Linked DNA regions of Rattus norvegicus: all the other regions are linked to region 1. A link is a contact called in public Hi-C data. All regions are on one chromosome and are shown on one strand. Each heading gives the region's core, a stretch centred on a gene start, on an enhancer-like site or on the middle of the called end of the contact. The rest is flanking DNA. Distances are from core to core; before and after follow the strand shown.

Region 1 (3,303 bases), core at 292-2,791:
ACAGAAGGGTTTACACTGAATGTATTTCAGATGACACATGTGCACAGTTGCCAAAGCAGTGTTCATCATGCATTAACTTACACTTTTCATCTTAAATAGCAAGTTCTAGAATAGTTGTTGGTGCTTCTTTTTCTCTTCTCTATTTCCTGAATATTGTTTCTGTTAGGAGCACATATAATCTTTCAGAAAAAAATTGCTCTTAAAAAATCATTTTATGTCATTTTTAACTTGCTTCCCAGAAAATACTCATCCAACTGGCTCAAAGTGCCTTTCTGCCCATTTTTCTCATTAAGGAAAATATTTGTGTGTATTTGGAAACATGATTGGAGGATTTTGGCACTTCGTGTTGTCAGGACTTGGGCGGGAACACATACAGACTGTTAATGGGCATGTACACTAGTACAGGAACTTGTGGAGAGTCCGCAAGCTAACAACAGAATCAACACATGATCCGGCTATCCCATTCCTGACTATATACCAGAGGAAATACAAATCAGCGAACTATAGAAATACCTGCACATACATCACATCCATGTATATTTCTATACTCTCCACAACTGCACATCCATGTGTATTCCTACAGTATTGACACTTGCTTGTCCATATGTATTACTGTACTATTGACACCTGAACATCAATGTGTATTACTCTACTATCCCCACTTGCACATTCATATGTATTACTGTACTATCCACACCTGCACATCCATGTGTATCCCTACACTACCCACACTGCACATCCACGTGTACTCCAACACTAGTCACACCTGCACATCCATGTGTATTACTATACTGTTGATACCTGCACATCCATGTGTATCCCGACACTATCGAAATCTGCACATTCGTGGGTATTACTACATTATTCACACCTGCACATCTATGTGTGTTACTACACTATTCACACCTGAACACCCACGTGTACTCCTACAATATCCACAATAAGCTAGACATGGAGTCAACCTCTCTGTTCATTGACAAACCTGCCGGATAAAAGAGAAAGTTGCACATCTACACAGTGGAGTTTTATTCAACCATAAAAGAAGAATGAAATTGTGTCATTTGTAGGAAAATGAACTAAGTGATCATATTAAGTGAACTAAGCCAAAAGCCAAGTTCAAAAAGACAAATGTAAACAGAATCCAGATTTTAAATGTGTGTATGTGTGTGTGTGTGTGTGTGTGTGTGTGTGAGAGAGAGAGAGAGAGAGAGAGAGAGAGAGAGAGAGAGAGAGAGAGAGAGAACTTTAGATCCTCAAATGAGTTTAAAGGGACACGGACAGCAGGGGGCAGCCTTTGCCCATCCAGTCCTGCCTGATAAAAGTGCATGAACAGTAGACACCTGTGGCACTTAGGTACCCATATCCTCCTATCACTCTGTCACACTACAGAATGTCACACACACACACCACTTACTTTGGAAACTTTGCATCACATTCAGAATAGATTCTAAAGGCTGAGGAGGCCCTGTGTGGCTTGTTCCTGCCAATTTCATTCCATACTCATAAAAAGATGTACGAGTTACAAGGTCACTTAGTCACCAGCAGCAACTCGTTGAGCGTGTTACTACTTCTGAACCTTTGCACTTGCTACTTCCTGTTCCATCACTCTGTGTTAAGGAATTGTTCTCTGCATAATCTAGGAGAACTGTCTCCTCAGAGAGCCTCCCTGACAATCTTATTCAAAACATTAGCCACTTAATTTACTACCAAAGTACTGTGTATTTTTGTTCTTGTACTTTTCAGTCTGTAATTGTTTTATTTTGGCCCTATCTCTCCCAGCAGTACCTAATTCCCTGACAGGAACCTACCTGCCTTCTTTGGCATTGTATCTTCAGTACCTATTCCAGTAATTGGGATTTATTAAATATTCAGCAAGTATTTATTAAATTAATGAATAAATAAGCTCACAAAAAATTAGTACTAGCTACTACATCAAGGCCACCACAAAAAGAGAGGGAACGTAAGTCCTCTGTAGGAGCTGAATTCTATCTGTATTTGTTTGTCGAAGCTTTAACCCCAAGCCTATGACTGTGCTTGAAGATAGGGACTTTAAAAGGTAGTTAAGATTAAGAGAGGTCAGATTGGTAAGACACAATACAATTGGCTTGAAGGAGAAGAGGAACCACTGTGTACATGCAGGAGTGGTGGACGGATGGGCGTGTCGAAGAAGGTCAATATAGGTCCCAGCAATACCAGAGAAGAGCTTCAGAAGACAATAATAGCTCTGGCACTTCCGCCTTCCAAAACAGCGAAGAAATACATTCCTGTTGTGTAAGCCACCCAGGGTGCTAAAATACATTGCTATGGCAGACTAAACAAACTAATATGGTTCCTGGTAAATTAAACATGACAAATTAAAATAACGTCGCATTTGAAAGAAACATGGTTAGACAGGAAGAGTGACTCAAAAAATAGCCAGAATGTTAAAAAAAAAAAAACCAACCCTATTTGAATAGGAGAACTTGAGAAATTAAATACTAAGGTCTTAAAGAGAGGGATGCTAACATTATTTGTGGTGCTCTATAAAAAAAATAAAATAAAAGCATGTGTTTTCTTATAGGAGGAGACTGCCAAAGTGGCAGTAATTATCCAAAAATGTCCTTTATTTTCCTCTCTCCATGACCTCTTAACCCCTCATGGTATTTATACATGTTATTTCATGTTGATAACCAAAAGGTTAAAATTGAGGATTAGCAACCTGAATTTTACCATCCATTGTTATACCATTCATTGTGCAGGACTAGTTTGAAGAGATATGAACCCCCCACACACACACACACTCACACTCACACACACACACACACACACACACACACACACACACACACACACATTGTAGAGTCCCTGAAATCCTATTCATTATAGAAATGTATGAAACAATCAAACAGTAAAATAAGAAAGAAAGGGGGAAGACAGAGACAGAGAGAGAGAGAGAGAGAAAGAGAGAGAGAGAGAGAGAGAGAGAGAGAGAGAGAGAGAGAGAGAGCGCAAGTGCAGTGCACATCTGGAGCCCTCTTGATATTGCACTATGTATACCTGTATAAATCACATGTCCTTGGAACCACATCTGGAGAAAAACAAAGCCACCCTCCACAGAGCAAAATGGGCCAATCTCAGACTGACCAAAGGCAGAATCCTCCAACACTCAGCACCATATCTAATCATTTCTAATGCCTTCCTCTAAGGAGGCACCAATGTGAATGAAGTTCAGTATGCGGTCCCGAAAGGTAGAAGCAGGGCTTTACACCATGTGCTACTAATTTTCACAACAGTGTGTGTTGTCTCAAGCTCCGTGCACATCTG
Region 2 (3,540 bases), core at 445-2,944, 170 kb after region 1:
GAATTTGTGCTTAAGAAACCACCCAAAGGACAGACCCATGGACAGACCCATGGCTCCAGCTGCATATGTAGCAGAGGATGGCCTTGTTGGGCACCAATGGGAGGAGAAGCCCTTGGTCCTGCCAAGGCTGGACCCCCCAGTGTAAGGGAAGGTCAGGGCAGGGAGGTGGGAAGGGGTGGGTTGTTGGGTGGAGGAACACCCTCATAGAAGAAGTGGGAGGAAGAATGGGATAGGTGGGCTTATGGACAGGGAAACCAGGAAAGGGTATAGTATTTGAAATGTAAATAAAAATTATCCACTAAGAGAGAAAGAAAGAAAGAAAGAAAGAAAGAAAGAAAGAAAGAGAGAAAGAAAGAAAGGAAGAAAGAAAGAAAGGAAGGAAGGAAGGAAGGAAGGAAGGAAGGAAGGAAGAAAGGAAGGAAAGAGAGAAGGAAAGAAATGTGAGATGTGTGCATGATCTGATCTAGGCTGCACTGTGTCCTACGGTTGCTGGGATGATCGGATAAGGAACCGTAGAGACCAGTCAGGGTGGTGCATGATCTGGAGTGGGCACTGTGTAAGAGCTACTGTCTGCTGGCTTTCCCTCTCTGCTCTAGCCACGTTAACCTTTCCCATCCTCATGCCTGACTATTCCATGTTCTTTGTGTGTCAAAGATTTCACACATGTATGTCCTTATCCCTATTCCTTCTTTCACACCCCTCCCGCCCTCACGTTCAGCACGACTATCACTGCTTCCCTCAGATATCTGTCCCCTATACACAGCACACCCTTGGCTTATATTTTTATAATACTCGTCAGAGAGTGTGTCATCGAATCTGTGAGTCTCTAAACTTCTTCATCCGCTCATTGGTCGTCTTCTGTGCTCAAAACTACACAAACTTCACAAAGCCAGGAACGGCGTTTATACAGTTCAGCGCTCTTTCCTTTAAAACCACACCCATGGCACAGGTGAAGATGCTCGGTCATAAGAGGGATGGGAAAAGTTGACCAAAGGTCACACTATTGTTCCGTGTCAGAACTGAGCTTCTCCTATTAACACAACATCAACTCTCGTTGAAGGATGAATGAGCTATTAATGACTTCTAGTATCCCTGTTGTCCTTGTGCTCAGATTAATCCCATCAATGGTGCAGTTTGTTTTAGGAGAGCAGGGACTGATTAGCCTAATTGATGGTGCCCCTAGGGAGGTACGGGTTTAGGGAGAGAAGGCAGCTATTCTCTTCTGAGAGGCAGTGAGTGGACTCTAGCAGAGCTGCTGGCAGGGCATGCTGGCACAGAGGTAGGGACTCAGCCGGCTCCAGACCACATTACCTGGTTCTTCAGAGATGTCTCTGTGCCAAGACTCATTATAGCCAGGGCTCCAAGTACAACATTCTGGGAGCCGCAGAGAACTGGCTGCCCCAGGATGCTGCTGAGAAGTAAGCAAAAAAAAAAAAAAAAAAAAAAAAAAAAAAAACAGGCCTTGACTCAGGCCTGGGAGACTGATGTCCAGTCACTACCTTTAGAAACAAGAGCTTCCTGGGGGGCCACACTGTACTGGGGATCCCTGTGAGGTGCATCCCAGAATGTCTATGTATAGCCCTGTGTCTATAGGGTTCAGGAGGAAGTCCCATCACTAATCAGGCACCGTGTGAGGGGCTTTCGGTAGACTGTCTCCTGCCGCTCTGAAGACAGCCTTGGTGATTTGTTCAACGTTGACTCAGTTGACAAATATTTGTTAAGCACTCTGTGAATGAAGTAAGCCCTATTTTTAACTCTGTATGACACGGGGGGAGATTAAATAATTGCCCGAGTGCTTTTCTGACCCTTCCTGCCTGTGTTACCTACACTGCTCACACCCCCTTTATCTCTGTTCACAGTAGCCTTCTGTGTTGGAAACCACCATTTATTTTGGTTGACTGGTGGGTACTGTACTGCAATCACAGCTAGGACTTATTCAATAAGAGAGCAGTGCCTGGCCCACAGCATGTGCCCTGCTGTAAGTTCTATGTGTACATCTGTATACTCCAGTGGTTAATTTGTACCTACTGGGCAGGCCACAATACCCAGATATTTAGTTAAATGTTTCTGGATGAGGTTATGAAGGTATTCTCTCTTAGGTGAAATTAAAATTTAAAATCAATAGGTTTCTAATTAAAGCAGATTACTATCTCTGTGGGCAGACACTATCTATTTAATACTGGCAGGCCTCATCTAATCATTTGAAGGTGTTAATAGGTAGATGATAAATAGATCAGGCAGGGAAGATGATAGACAGACAGACCCAGGTACCTTAAAGAAAAAAATTCACCAGCAGGCTGCTTTCCACCCAAATGATAAGACCAACCTTTCCCCAAATCTCCACCTCCTACTCACTCTTTAGATTTTGAATTTGCCAGTTTTACAATAGTGTTAGTCAAGTCCTTAAAATTGCGTGTGTATCTGTGTCTCTGTATGTATGTCTATGTGTGTCTATGTGTATGTATGTATATGTGTGTATGTATATGTGTATGTCTGTGTATGTCTATCTCTCTAGGTATGTGTTCCTGTATGTCTGTGTATATGTGTGTGCATGTATGTGTGTCTCTGTGTGTATGGATATGTGTGTCTGTATGTCTGTATGTGTTTCTGTGTAGGTCTGTGTGTATGTGTGTCTCTACTGTATGACAATATGTATGTGAATATGTTTGTCTCTGTGTGTGTGACTATGTGTACATGTATGTACATGTATCTGTGTGTGTGTATGTGAGGGTGTGTCTGTATGCACACGTGTCTATGTGTGAGTGTGCGTATGTGACTGTACATGTGTGTGCCTCTATGTCTTCGTGTGACTGTATATATGTGAGTATATGTGTTGGATATAGCAGCTTTCTCTTTTGTTGGAGTTGGTCTGTAGGAGAAGGAAAGGCTGTAACTCAGAATTACTCTATAAATCCCGCTCGTGCTAAGCAACTTTGTTTGCTTCTGTGGCAAACACTTCCACTGCTCTAGTTTGGTTAGGAGACTTGGGTCTTTATTTGCTTGGCTCTTGGCTCTTTGAGAGAGAACCTCAATCATGCCTAGGCTAGCCTGAAACTTACGTCTATCCTCCTCCTGCCTCATCCTCCCAAGTAGTGGGACTACGGGCATGAGCCACCACATAGGCAGCCATGTTGTCTTTCGCCGTTTGTTGTCAATGACAAGTTCTCACTTGCCTTTAACTCCCAATCCTCCTTCCTTGGCCTTCAAGGTTCTGGGATTTCAGGTGTGGATCATAACGTCATCTAACTAAAAGCTTCACATGCTGACCCCAGCTCTGCCCTTTCTCCTGCCCCCACATATCTCTTCCCAAGGCAAAACGTAGAGATGCAGCAAAATCTCAATGAAATCCATTACCTTGCACAATTAATACCTTCTAATAAAACATTGGCATACAGGAGACAGTGAAGGTGCCTGACATTTTTAGGATGGATGTCGGATTGGATGGGGAGGCCATCAATGGTCAGAGTCTCCCAGGTCTGTCCCTTCTCACAGGGCACTCTATGCCCTGAAGTGTGGAAGACAGAGTGCCTGTCGTGAGCC
Region 3 (3,346 bases), core at 379-2,878, 230 kb after region 1:
TGTGTATACCAGTCATCCTTTATAGAATTAATTTATATAAGCAAAGGAAATGAAGGGAAAGAGGAAAGAAGGGCCAGCCAAAACCCCCAAACTGAATAGGTATAAATAGCTTGATAAACGACTCTTCTAGTGTTGTATGTGGTGATAAACTCAGGCTCAGGTGCTTGTGAGACACAGTTACACACTATGAAGGGGGCTCCGGAGGGCAGAAACCCTTCTCATTCCCCCAACCTAGTCTCGCATCAGAACCCTTGGAGCACTGCTGTGTGTTGCCACTACCTGTGTGCCTGGGAGGAAAATTACCTTCTGTCTCTTCGCTTACTCAGCCATAGAAAGAAGAACAAAATCAGGGCATATGAAAATCTGATCTCATCCCACAGATGACATCTCCAAACCTGGTCATGCAGGACAAGGACAGAAAGAACTCCGTGGGAAAGGAGCAGTCAGGGGACTGACCTCAGAGGTCAGAGCTCTGAGCTGCAGAGTCTCCCTGCCATAAACATGGAATCAAAGGTTCCCATTCCCTGGTGATCTGTTCCATTTTTCTCCCTTCACCCCTGCCCATTCCCTCCCCAAATAAACAAATGAATGACATTACATCCAGTTAGCACAAGCACACACAGACACAGACACAAACACACGCATATGTGTATAAACACACACATGTGCATATACAAATGTCTGTATCAAGATAAACACATTGCCTGCATAAGAGAAGCCCCAAGAGTGGTAGTTGGTTTCAGGATGTTGGACGGGGAAGTGGTCCTCCTGAAAGTGCCACTGATAAGAGACGAGGAGCTGGGAGTCAGGCAGCCCACGAAAGTTCTGGGAAGTAGGCTAGGATACCTAAGCCATGGCTGTGAAAAACACAGGTCAAGCCTGCTCCCTTCTGATGTCTGTGGATAATGGGGGAAATATAAAGATAAAAGACAATCAACACCATTCTAAAAGAAACTACCCATCTTGCTTAAGGCTTCCTACGGACATCTCACAACTGTTTTAACAAGTGACTTATAATATATATATATATATATACATATATATATATTATAATTATCTGGTAGAATGTCTTAGTTATTTAAAAAAAAAGGCCTGGCTCCTGTCTTTATATAATGTGTAATGGTATTATTTATTATGAAACACAGTGATCATTTATATCTGACCTGGTTACAGGCAAATTTATCGGATAAATCAAAATGCACAGAACACTTTAGCTAAAACTTACAATGAAATATAAAATCCCCATAATGCCCCTTCATGTACACAGGTGCAAATGCATGTTTCATGTACACATGAGGAAGATCTGATGGGCCGGAAGTTCCTTGTAAATGACTACAGAGCTCGAAATGAAGAATCCGCTATAGCTGCTGAGGGAACCAATCTTAGTAGGGCTTAAAGGATAACATCAACTTACACTAATTACAGTAAGATTCCATAGCAGTCTTCATCCCCATGACCAACATCAAAAGCCTGAGCAGTTTGGAGACAGCAGCAGCTCGGGCCAGAGGATAGTGAGCCATCAGCAGAAAAGGGGAGAGATTGTAACTTGAGTCAGATGGGCAATGGCTAGGGCTTGGCTTCCAGGCCGAGAGAGCTTTCTTCAAATATAAGATGTGTAACTGCTCTGGAACTCAAGGGCCTTGACCATCCCTCAGGAATGTTTTTGCAAGGACTCTGCATGGGAGATTAGGCCAGCCAGCCTCAACCACAACATTCCTCCCTGTTTCCTTAGATTTTACAGCTTGTACTGGGGGCAGAATTGCATCATTTTTACACAGGAGCAGATCGAAGAATTCCATTTCCTCTCTGGGGAGGAACACTCTAGAGGAGAGAAGAGCCAACAAGGATTGAATTTCTTCCCCCCACCAAGAAACATATATGTGTGTGTGTGTGTATATATATATATGTGTATGTGTGTGTGTATGTATATGTATGTATATATGTATGTATATATAGTGTGTGTGTATATGTGTATATATAAATACATATATATAAGTATATATATGTGTATTGTGTTATATATATATACATATATATATATATATATAGTGTGTGTGTGTGTGTGTATGTATGTTGATACAACTATAACCTTGGTGACTAGATGTAATGGTGACTCAGTATACCATCCGTTCCCACCCCCACCACACAGACAACCTCTAGTCATCTGAAAAGTCCAAACACAAAGGCATGTGATCCAGTTGGTTAGTTAAATCTAAGCAGCTATGTGCAGGTGAAGAGGCTGATGGCCAGACCTCCTCACATGTTACACTGCTCAGAGCAAGAATGAACCTCCCACCTTGTGATCCCTGAATTGCTCTCTCAAACTTCGTGCTCCTGAAACATGTGACTCACTAAACCAGAATTAGGAGGAGCAGGAACGAAAAGTTCATGGTCGGCTTGCTCACCGAGCAATTCACACACTGTCTAGGAGCTGTCCTAGAATATTTTTCATGCTTCGCTATGCACTCGAATGGCTGGGGGGTGTTTGTGAGAGATAGGGAGTTGGGCTTCAGGGGGTTCCATTCAGTTGTCTTGGGTACAGACACAGAATTTGCATTTCAGCTGTCAATCATCTGACGCCAACTCTAGTCAGTGAACACAGTTTTGTCTCACTGCCCAGTTCCATTACCAAAGAACTCAGTTACAATGGTAAACAATTCTAGAATGATCTCATTGATCCCTCCCCTCCTGACTTCTGTGCCCCTGCTAACCACAAACCTGTCTTTTGTATTAGCTGATCCTCTCTGAGGAGCATCCCAGTTGACCGCTATGCCATAAGCGACTCCGATAGATGCTGTCTTATTATGAACACAATGCACAAGGCAAATGGGTACCACTTCTCAATTTGATTATAATTTCTCTCGTTTGATCTCTTTGGTGCCTCTCTGCCTTGCTCATTCTGATGACAGGAGGAGCTATCATGGGGTGGCCTGGCCATCCTGGCTATCATGGCTGTGGCTCACTTCTGGCCAACTGCCAGCAACAACCAACTGGCCAACTCCTGCCAACAACCATGTGAACCAAGTGGAAGCAGCTCTCTCTACAGCTGCACCTGAGGTGACTCCTTCCCCGGCCTACACCTTAGTTTCAGTCCTGTAAGCCGCCCTAAGCCAGAAGACCCAGCGAGGTCACGTTGGGATTACTGCCCTCCAAACACTATGAGATAGATAATCAATGCTGTTGCAAGCCACTCGGTGTGGTGTGTGGTTACAGATAACTCACAGAGGTGTTTTGTAAAAGAGTCACCTTCTCTCTCCCCACCCCCAAGATAAAGGAGACAAAAGGGTATATAAATGTAAATAGCCAATATTTAATAATATACAGTATTTACATATGATGTATGGCA

The links. Hi-C and Micro-C count contacts between places; a contact is called where the count stands out from the background.
Region 2: a contact with region 1 is called in a Hi-C map of the A7r5 cell line, with 7 times the contacts expected there. The contact joins two enhancer-like sites. A contact is called at or near these places in 6 of 12 Hi-C or Micro-C datasets (the A7r5 cell line, Schwann cells, frontal cortex and 3 more).
Region 3: a Hi-C map of the A7r5 cell line shows a contact between it and region 1, with 18 times the contacts expected there. The contact joins two enhancer-like sites. A contact is called at or near these places in 10 of 12 Hi-C or Micro-C datasets (the A7r5 cell line, Schwann cells, frontal cortex and 6 more) and 1 of 1 datasets of contacts at active chromatin or transcription factors (oligodendrocytes).

The regions. Positions count from the first base shown.
Region 1 is chr18:57,973,514-57,976,816 of GRCr8, reverse strand. No RefSeq gene overlaps it. Among named protein-coding and RNA genes, the nearest start is that of Adrb2, 60 kb to the right of the region's middle. Within about 2 kb of position 1,541, at least 2 of the 93 cell types and tissues checked have an H3K27ac peak or open chromatin away from gene starts, as enhancers often do. A contact at or near this core is called in the A7r5 cell line, where this site is marked.
Region 2 is chr18:57,804,850-57,808,389 of GRCr8, reverse strand. No RefSeq gene overlaps it. Among named protein-coding and RNA genes, the nearest start is that of Adrb2, 110 kb to the left of the region's middle. Within about 2 kb of position 1,694, at least 6 of the 93 cell types and tissues checked have an H3K27ac peak or open chromatin away from gene starts, as enhancers often do. A contact at or near this core is called in the A7r5 cell line, where this site is marked.
Region 3 is chr18:57,747,678-57,751,023 of GRCr8, reverse strand. It overlaps Sh3tc2 (SH3 domain and tetratricopeptide repeats 2), which reads right to left. Exons shown (of 17, transcript NM_001427096.1): 17 at 3,289-3,346. Among named protein-coding and RNA genes, the nearest start is that of Sh3tc2, 63 kb to the right of the region's middle. Within about 2 kb of position 1,628, at least 12 of the 93 cell types and tissues checked have an H3K27ac peak or open chromatin away from gene starts, as enhancers often do. A contact at or near this core is called in the A7r5 cell line, where this site is marked.